Linked DNA regions of Drosophila melanogaster: region 1 is linked to region 2. The links are chromatin contacts, called in public Hi-C maps. All regions are on one chromosome and are shown on one strand. The core of a region is the stretch at or near the end of the contact, and the rest is flanking DNA. Distances in the headings are between cores, read along the strand shown. Region 1 holds the start of dac (dachshund). Region 2 holds the start of Idgf1 (Imaginal disc growth factor 1).

Region 1 (4,392 bases), core at 1,737-4,236, 41 kb after region 2:
TAGATCCCCCTCAAAAGATTTAAAAAAAAAAAACACGATACCCATTTCTACTGAACTTCGTTTTTGCTTGTCGTTTTTTCCACTCGAACGGAAATGAGCTGACAGCGCACCGCACACGTCGATTGCAGAAAAACATCGGATAAAACAGGAGGAAAAGTTGTGCAAGGTGGAAAACTGTTTTACCAACTATTGTTAGAGGCGTTCAAAAGAATTACGCAGCTTTCGGTTAGTTAGCAAGGGGTCACCGGGGAGCGTTACGTTTGCATTGCGTATTTCCGCTAAATGTCATCGGAAAAGGCAAACGGCGAAATGCGAAACGAAAGTTTTTTGATTGCCCGTGTTAATCGATATCGATGCACAAACTATTTGCATTGCAACCGTTGCAAGAATATGCAAGAAGTTGGGGGCGGCCGCGGCAGGGGGTGGAAGTTGAGTGCGTAAGTTGGCTAAAGCGGAAACAGGAAATGAGAAAATTTTGCAGAGCAAACCCCGAACTGGAAATGCAACTAACTGGGCACATGCACTTTGCGAAATCATTGGATAGCGTTAAGAAATTTATTTTAAAATTGTAACTAACATTTAATCGTATTCAAAAGCAATTAAATCCCAATCCAATTCTTATATAAAATCCTTACAAGATTATTCTATTTACTGTAAATCTAAGCAAAAACTCCCTTTGCAAAATATTCGCCTGCACAGCACAGATCAGTGAAATAATCAAATGAAGTCTTGAAATAACGAAAAACCCCCAATTGCGTGTGGAACTGCCCCCAATGCTTTTGCTTCGGTTTCGTACCTGGCCGTGGTGCAGTCCCTGTAGAGGATGTCGAAGTCCTTGCAGCAGAGCAACTTGCAGCGATTGACGCCCGGCTGGATGGCGCCCAAGCCGCGTAATATGCGCACCTGTTCCACATTGCAGACGAGCGGTACGATGTCAAGGCGCTTTAGTTTGGTATAAACCGTATGCAGACCGCCGACCAAGTGCTTCAGGAAGAGCTCGAAGGCCTGCGGCAGGCAGAGCATCGTTTCGTTGCTAATTATGAATGCGGCGACCTTCTGACCCCGGTACTCCACCAGCTTGCACTCATTGGCACTGGGATCCGAGGTGGAGATCGGCGGCGGTGAGTTGTACGACCTTGGCGGCACATGGTGATGGGCGGCGGCCATCAGTTCCAAGGGGGAGGCATGGTGCATCATCTGCAGGGAGTTGAGGAGCCCCAGCGAATGGGGCGGCAGTCCATGGGGCATTCTGGGCGGTAGGCCCGTCGGCAGTCCGTTGCCCGATGGCATTCCATGTGGCGGGGGGCTGAGCTGATGGTGTTGCTGCTGCTGCTGTTGCTGCTGCTGTTGTTGCTGCTGTTGCTGCATCTGCTGCATCATGGAGTGGTTGAGGGAGCTCACCGGACTGACGGCACTGGGATGGCGACTTGGTGAACTGGCCGGTGAGCAACTGGATCCTCGTCCTGTGTGCGAGCTCCGTCCATTTGGACGATCCTCGTTGGCTCCACGCGAACTGTTGCTACCGTCGCGTCCATTGTGCTGCTGCTGTTGCTGCTGGGCTGCTGCGGCTGCCGCTGCTGCGGCTGCCTGCTGCTGCTGCTGGTGATGCATCAACATGGCGGTGGTGTTCATATTGCCCGCGGCTCTTTCAATACCACTATTAATATTGTTATTTATTGCGCCCGCTTTATTGTTGTTATTTTCACTCTGTTCACTTGTCACAGAATCCATACTTCATCATGGCCGACACTTTTGTTTATTTACTTTTTAATCGATTCGTTAATTTGACGTTTTTTCTATCGTGACAAAAATTTGACACAAAGTAAGGGAGAAATAGAAAATAGATGGTGAGAGGAAGATAAATAATTAATGAACTCTTAATTCATTTTTAATTATTTATTAGGCTTCTATATGCAAATTCTAAGTGAGCGTGTCTCGTATATTCCTATCCGCTTATTATTGGCTTTACATTTTTAATACTTCTGTAAGTTTTATAACATCAAATTTAAATGCAGACCTTCAAAAAATTTACAAACGATTTAGGATTTGTATTAGGCTCAGCTATGCTCCTATTTATTAAAATCTATTTTTGAGCCAGTTTAGTTAGTTATATGGTAGCTACAAGTTTATATTGCTAAATATTTTTTGTAAATTAATATCCTAACAAACATTTTACTTACAAAGAAATATAGAGAACTAACAGAAAATAGAAAAGTTTCCTTTCAGACATTTAAAGTCCGATTATCTTCTAATACCCCCCATAAATAATCCTTTATCAACAGAACTATTGCTTTGCAAACTTTGCTTTAATTAAGTTTTGGGAAAAACAAGGCAATGAAGCTAATTTGGATCCTTACTGCCAATTTGCATAAATATACCTATTGTCAGCTTTATTTGAATAATTCGATATAGAACATAGATTTACCTTTAAGGAGGTCTAAAAGTAATTTATAAACTCAACATCACTGACACAAGACACTCGCGCACTTTGCTTTTTGAATTTCGCTGTGAAATATATACTCTGAATATTTCAAGTTATTTATTCCGATTGCCCGCTTGTGTTAATCGAGTTCGAATAACCGTTTTCGTACTGGAATTTTGGAAACCGGAGCTGTGTCCGTTTTCGAGTACCGTACCGACGGATTGTCACTCAGAGATTGAGAGATGGCAGCTACTCCGCTGCGACGGCGACGGTGGCGTCGCTGCCTCTGCTTCTTCGCCTTCGACTGGTTCCTCTTCCCCCTCTCGTTCGGAGAAATCAACGAAACGAATTGCATTCGAATGGGAATCGACTGAGAGCGAGACGGCGCGAGGCGACGACTGCGAGTGAGCGAGTGAGCGGGCGCTAACGAGTGCTATTTTTTTAGCCCACCCACACACACGTACGTACGTACGTACACACGAAGCGCTACCGTTATGTACTGAGAGAAATGCGCGCGCAAAAGTTTTATTGCATTACCTTCTCTTGCGAATGACAAATTCGTAATGAAAGGCGAGTTTCAATTCGATTCCTTTCGGATTTTCGTGGCAGCGACGCCGGCAGCGCGGTCGGCCGAGACGAGTGTGCTTGTATGTGTGTGTCTGTGCCTGTGAGAGCGAGCTGGTGTATCTGTATCTGCGATTGTGCAAAACCAGAATACGAATACGAGTACGAATACGAATGTCTGTTGCCCGTCCACGTCTCGCATTACACCAATACCAGGCCAAAAAGGGGAGTGGTATGTGCGATTGATCGGTGTGTTTGCATCTGTGTATATTTCTGTGTGCAACCCCGAAAATACAATGACAAACGTAATCGCTCTCTCTCTCTTGCATTCGTTTTATTTATTTTTTCAATTCGTTTGTGCGTGTTGTGTTCTTCAAATCCTCCCGCTCTCTCTCTTTGGAAAAAAAAACGTTTTTCATTTCAATTTCATTTCGTTTCAGTCTGAGCCCTCTCTCTCACACCATCTCGCCATCTCTGTCGCACGCTCAGGTGGGCTGCAACCAATAAACACGAGCGAGCGAGAAAGCAGCATATTTGCATAGCCAGTCGTACATGTTTGCGCTCTCGCTCGCCCCCATGGGCGACGCCTTATATAAACAAATGACAATTGTTTTGGCATTTTGTGTTGCAAAGTAAATTATAATAAATGCATTGCCAGAGAAGAAAAGTAAAAAAAAATAGCTTTACTTCGAGTTTGCGCAGCTGTCTTTGACAAAAAGCATTTTAATTTCAATTAAAAGTAAATGACAAACTTTCAACGAATTATACTTTTCGGGGCAGTGTTGCTATCTCTTTCCGTCCCAAGCTTTGATTTTTTTTGTCAACCGTTTTCCGTTTCCCATTCGTTTCCATTCGAGTCCCGTTTATTTGTATTTCTTTTTGTGTTGCTGATTCGGAGGAGAGCAGCACTATGGCAGGGCATCTTTCTTCCACTTACACATATTGCGATAATGGGGTTTTTTTTCGCCTGAGGGGCGTTCGTTTTTCGGGTTCTTATAAATAGCATTGCTTATAAATTCTGGCATCGCACCTTTGCCACCTCTATATGTTTATGTACAATGTATCTGAGAGCTCGGTCATTTTTCTATTATTTGTCTTCGTTTCGCCTTCTGCGATTCTTCTCCATAACGATTGCCATTCCGTCGCCGAACCAATCGCATTCCGTTCTCTCCATTTGAGAGTTCCATGTACATATTTCTTTCTATATGGGAATGGAATACGTCTTTATGTATTGTGTTTGCACATGACGTATGAATTTTTCTTGTTCGTTTCGTTTGGGGCTTTTCTTTTGTGGATTTCCTCACCCACTGTCTTTTAGGTGACAGCAACCATTTAATATTAAATTGATTGCAAATGTGGATTTCCAACAGCTTTTAGAAAATATTTTCGGGCTTTAAAGAAGAATT
Region 2 (4,567 bases), core at 601-3,100:
AATGAAGCTGAAGGTGAGCCTGGGGTTGGCGAAGGTATTTGTTTAAATTATTATTGGACTTAATTATTGCCAAGCAGGGAAGCCAAGAATGCGCAATAATGGAAAACAATTTCAAGTTTTCGCGGCAAAAAGGTAAATAAAAATGTGAGAAAGGCTTAAGGCTCTTGGAAAAGTTTCAATTATTGCGGTGCTATACAAATGGTTTTGATCATTTACAAGAGACTTTAAATGACCTAAATGGTATTGTATTGTATTTTATATTAGAGTTTTGTTAGAAGGTTACTCTTGAATAGCAACAGAAAAAGTTATTAAATAAGGCCTGGCATATACTGTTTTAAAACAGTTTTAATTCCGATCCCAGTGTTCTGGCGTATTCCCTTATTTAGTCCGAAAACTATTAAAGTTTTATTGAACACTAAAGCTTATGTCAACATCAAAGCCCATAAGTGTAATACAATCTGACTATATAGCACATTAATTCACACATTAAGCTATTTGGCATTGATTTCTATTTGCCCAGCAATGATTGACTGATTGATGATATCGAAACTAGCCGCATTAAACACCCAAAATGACCCAAAAAGACCAAAGCAAATAGTTGGTAGATGGAAATGGGGATTTGTGGCTAATAGACTGTGGACATGGGCTAAGGTTAGAAATGCTTTGGCTTGTTATATCTGGGCCACAATGATATGGGATAGATATGTGTACCATACATATATGTACATATGGGTGGGGTGTGAGGCAAACAATGAGATGATGATGAGCCAGGCCTCCGATATAAATCAAACAACAATGAGAGACACAGATACAGATATGGCTGCGGATAAAACGCACACACAATCGAGGACATTCGAGGATAATGCCGCCTCTCATCACGAACACGCCTCTCGGACCTCGTCCCCCGATTTTTCCGGGTTTTTATTGTCAACGCTAAGCAGCGTGTGAGGATTATTTCGCATTCTTTGGCAAGGACCCGCCATGTCCTTTGTCTAATTGGTTGTGTCACATACGAGAGTAGATTCCTGAGTACATCGGATCAGAGATCCATCCCCATCGCATTGTTGTGACTGTCGTCATTAGCTGTCCCATTTCGACTTTTGCCCAAGGACCATCTCTTCGCTGCTTTGTTTGGGGTATTTAATGCTTCAATTGATTTCTGATTTAAGTGCCTCCCCGTGGGCCCAAAACAGCTGCCGAAGATTCGGCTGCCCAGCAGGTTGTCCTCCACTCGAGAGTCGGCTCTTTTGGAGCGGTTCGGAGTTAGCTAATTGAAAGTCTTTCACCTTCATCAGGAGCCAAATGACGACAGCGATGACGATGCGTAAATGAGGTAGATCATGAAAAATCTTATGGCAATGTATGGAAGATAAAAAGCTGGTTTTTATGTTTCATTTATAGATCGACTAAAACTGCGTTTTAAAAATAATAAAATATATACATTATTATCTACATACTCTGTAAGTTCATTAGTATCCTTTTATATGAATATACAGTTATCTGTAAAACTTTCATCATTAATTTCTGTTCAATAATTGTTATTAATAACATATAACTCCGGTTTTTTCAGTACCCTTTGAAATAAATTTAATTTTGCAAGTAAAACAAAAATCCAAAACACTCACTAAAAACGTGAAATACGTCGTCGCCATAAAAAAGACCCCTAAAAGTTGAGTCACGGCAATTCGTGAAACTGTATTAGCTGACAGGGCATCACAAACAAACGCAATAAAGTCGGAAAACATTGACAGGAACTACGTAATGCCTGAAAACCAGATAATGGCATCATCGGCAGAACAGTGAGATAAGCAAAAATACAGCAGCTAAGCTATAAAGCTTTTGAACGAGATTTCAGTTGCTAATTATCAGCCATAAAGTCAGGACGTGGTCTCTACCAAAAGATGAGATTCCAGTTGTTTTATATACTGGGCTTGCTCAGTGTGACAAGTTTGACCCATGCTGCCAGCAATCTGATTTGTTATTATGACTCCAACTCGTATTTGCGCCAAGGTTTGGCCAAAATGCATACCAACGAATTGGATTTGGCCCTGCAGTTCTGCACCCATTTGGTTTACGGATATGCGGGCCTGAAGTCCGGTACCCTCGAGCTATTCAGTCTGAATGTGGACCTGGACATGTTCTACTACAAGGACATCACCGCCCTGCGACAGAAGTTTCCTCAACTGAAGATTCTCCTCAGCGTGGGTGGAGATCGCGATGTGGATGAGGCCCACCCCAATAAATATGTAGAGCTTCTGGAGGCGAATCGCACGGCTCAGCAGAATTTTATAGACAGCAGCATGATTTTGCTTAAGCGAAATGGATTCGATGGCCTTGATCTCGCGTTCCAGTTACCCCGTAATAAGCCCAGAAAAGTCCATGGATCCCTTGGATCTTACTGGAAGTCGTTCAAGAAGCTTTTCACTGGTGACTTCGTTGTGGACCCGCAGGCGGAGGAGCACAAGTCACAATTCACCGATCTCGTTGGAAATATAAAGAATGCCTTTCGATCTGCTAATCTGATGCTGTCTCTGACAGTCCTGCCCAATGTGAACTCCACTTGTAAGTATATATCCTATTTTTACATATAGTAGGAACTATTTTATTAACCACCTAATCAATCATTTCGTTAGGGTACTTCGATGTCCCCAAACTGCATCCCCAGTTCGACTATATAAACCTGGCGGCCTTCGACTTTCTCACCCCACTACGAAATCCCGAGGAGGCGGACTTCACAGCTCCGATTTTCTTCCAGGACGAACAGAATCGCTTGCCCCATTTGAATGTGGAGTTCCAGATTAACTATTGGCTGCAGAATCATTGTCCTGGCCAAAAATTGAACCTGGGAATAGCCAGTTATGGCAGAGCATGGAAATTATCGAAGGGATCTGGACTCAGTGGTGCTCCCATTGTTCATGAGACATGTGGAGTTGCACCCGGCGGAATACAAATCCAGAGTGCTGAGGGCTTACTAAGTTGGCCAGAGATTTGCTCGAAGTTGTCGCAGAACGCATCCGCTCAATATAGAGGAGAATTGGCGCCGCTCCGCAAGGTCACGGATCTCACCCAGAAATACGGAAATTACGCTCTCCGGCCAGCAGATGATAATGGAGATTTTGGCGTATGGCTGAGCTTCGATGATCCGGATTTTGCTGGAATAAAGGCAGTATATGCCAAGGGCAAAGGACTCGGCGGAATTGCCCTTTTCGATTTAAGTTACGATGACTTCCGTGGACTTTGCACTGGCCAAAAGTACCCCATACTGCGGTCAATTAAGTACTTTATGGGATAAATGATTTGTTTGTTAAGCCTAACAAAGCCATATATTTTAAGTTTTCTAATAAATGTTTCATTTGAATTACAAATATTGAAGCGCATGTTTGCGGTTGAACACATTATTTAATAATCGGTCTCAGTGAGAAAAAACCTTTTTGGCAAAAATACAAATCATTGGTTTGTAATTTACTAAAAACCCACAATAATATATTCAAACACATACGAGTTGCAAAACAAAACTGAATTCTATAGTGCGTGTGATAAACTAAATCATGTGGTATAGACGGGTATTTCCACCGCTTTTAGTTCTATATATGTACACTTACGAAACCAATCAGAAACACTGTTTTCGAATTCTAATCAGCAAGCGCGTTTCAATGTTTTCAGATTATTTGCTTGTTTTTTTTTTTTTAATTTTAGAGGTCACAACGTTTTGACCCTGCGTCTGCCTCGTCGCAATCGTCGTCATTAATTTCTGTGTACACAATTAAGTCATTGCGAGAATAAGTAAGGCAATGAGCTCGGCTTCAGATCGGCTTTCAGACCCCTCTTAAAGCTCCGCTCAAGCTTTTTGTCATCGGCTTGGGGCTGGGGTTTTGGTTTCGGTTTCGTTTTCCATTTCGATTTCAGTCTCAGTTCGATTTCATTTGATCTGCTCTGCGGTTGTGCCTATAGAGATATATCCCTGGCACCATGAAGGCGTGGATCTGGTTTACGTTTGTCGCGTGCCTCTTTGCGGCAAGTACAGAAGCTGCCTCCAACTTAGTCTGCTACTATGACTCTTCGAGTTACACCAGGGAAGGTGAGTGAGGTGGTCGGAATACTCCAGAAAGTGAATATGACAGACAAATAATATATACATAGCTTTAGAAAACTTAGATCACAGATCGATGAGGTTTTAACTTGTTGTAAAATATTCTATCTAGCAATCAAACACAGAAAAAGTTACAACGTAAAAACAATTTAGTTGTTCAAACTGGTTCCATTTAGCACTAGAGTATTATAAGTATTACTCACTAAAATGTTGTTGATCTGTTTTAAATTCTTTTAATGAATGAAAACTGACCAACTTAGGTTTTATGAATATACACACTTGATTGTCATCCAAAATGCCTTTTGAAAAGCTTTGAAAAACAGTAATTCTGGTAAAACCTTATTAACCAACTAAGCCACGTTTGAACTGAACGACACATTTAGTAAATGAACTAAAATATGAGGAATGGGAGTAAAATTGAAAGTATTAATCATTTATTCAAAGTTATCCAAAAAGCCTACCAAAATACCGCCTGTC

What was found. A called contact is a pair of places that touch in the nucleus more often than the background predicts.
Region 1: a Hi-C map of the Kc167 cell line shows a contact between it and region 2, with 6 times the contacts expected there. The contact joins the promoter of dac here to the promoter of Idgf1 in region 2. A contact is called at or near these places in 50 of 107 Hi-C or Micro-C datasets (the Clone 8 cell line, the D17-c3 cell line, the Kc167 cell line and 18 more) and 5 of 6 datasets of contacts at active chromatin or transcription factors (the Kc167 cell line and the S2 cell line).

Annotation. Positions count from the first base shown.
Region 1 is chr2L:16,483,012-16,487,403 of dm6, forward strand. dac (dachshund) reads right to left here and starts at 2,987. Exons shown (of 12, transcript NM_165162.3): 1 at 2,426-2,987; 2 at 797-1,796. The coding sequence starts at 1,731.
Region 2 is chr2L:16,443,428-16,447,994 of dm6, forward strand. Idgf1 (Imaginal disc growth factor 1) reads left to right here and starts at 1,851. Exons shown (of 2, transcript NM_057910.5): 1 at 1,851-2,562; 2 at 2,634-3,366. The coding sequence starts at 1,902. The coding sequence ends at 3,292. All of the region lies in intron 1 of CG5888, which reads right to left. It overlaps Idgf2 (Imaginal disc growth factor 2), which reads left to right and starts at 3,903. Exons shown (of 3, transcript NM_057909.5): 1 at 3,903-4,078. The coding sequence starts at 3,970.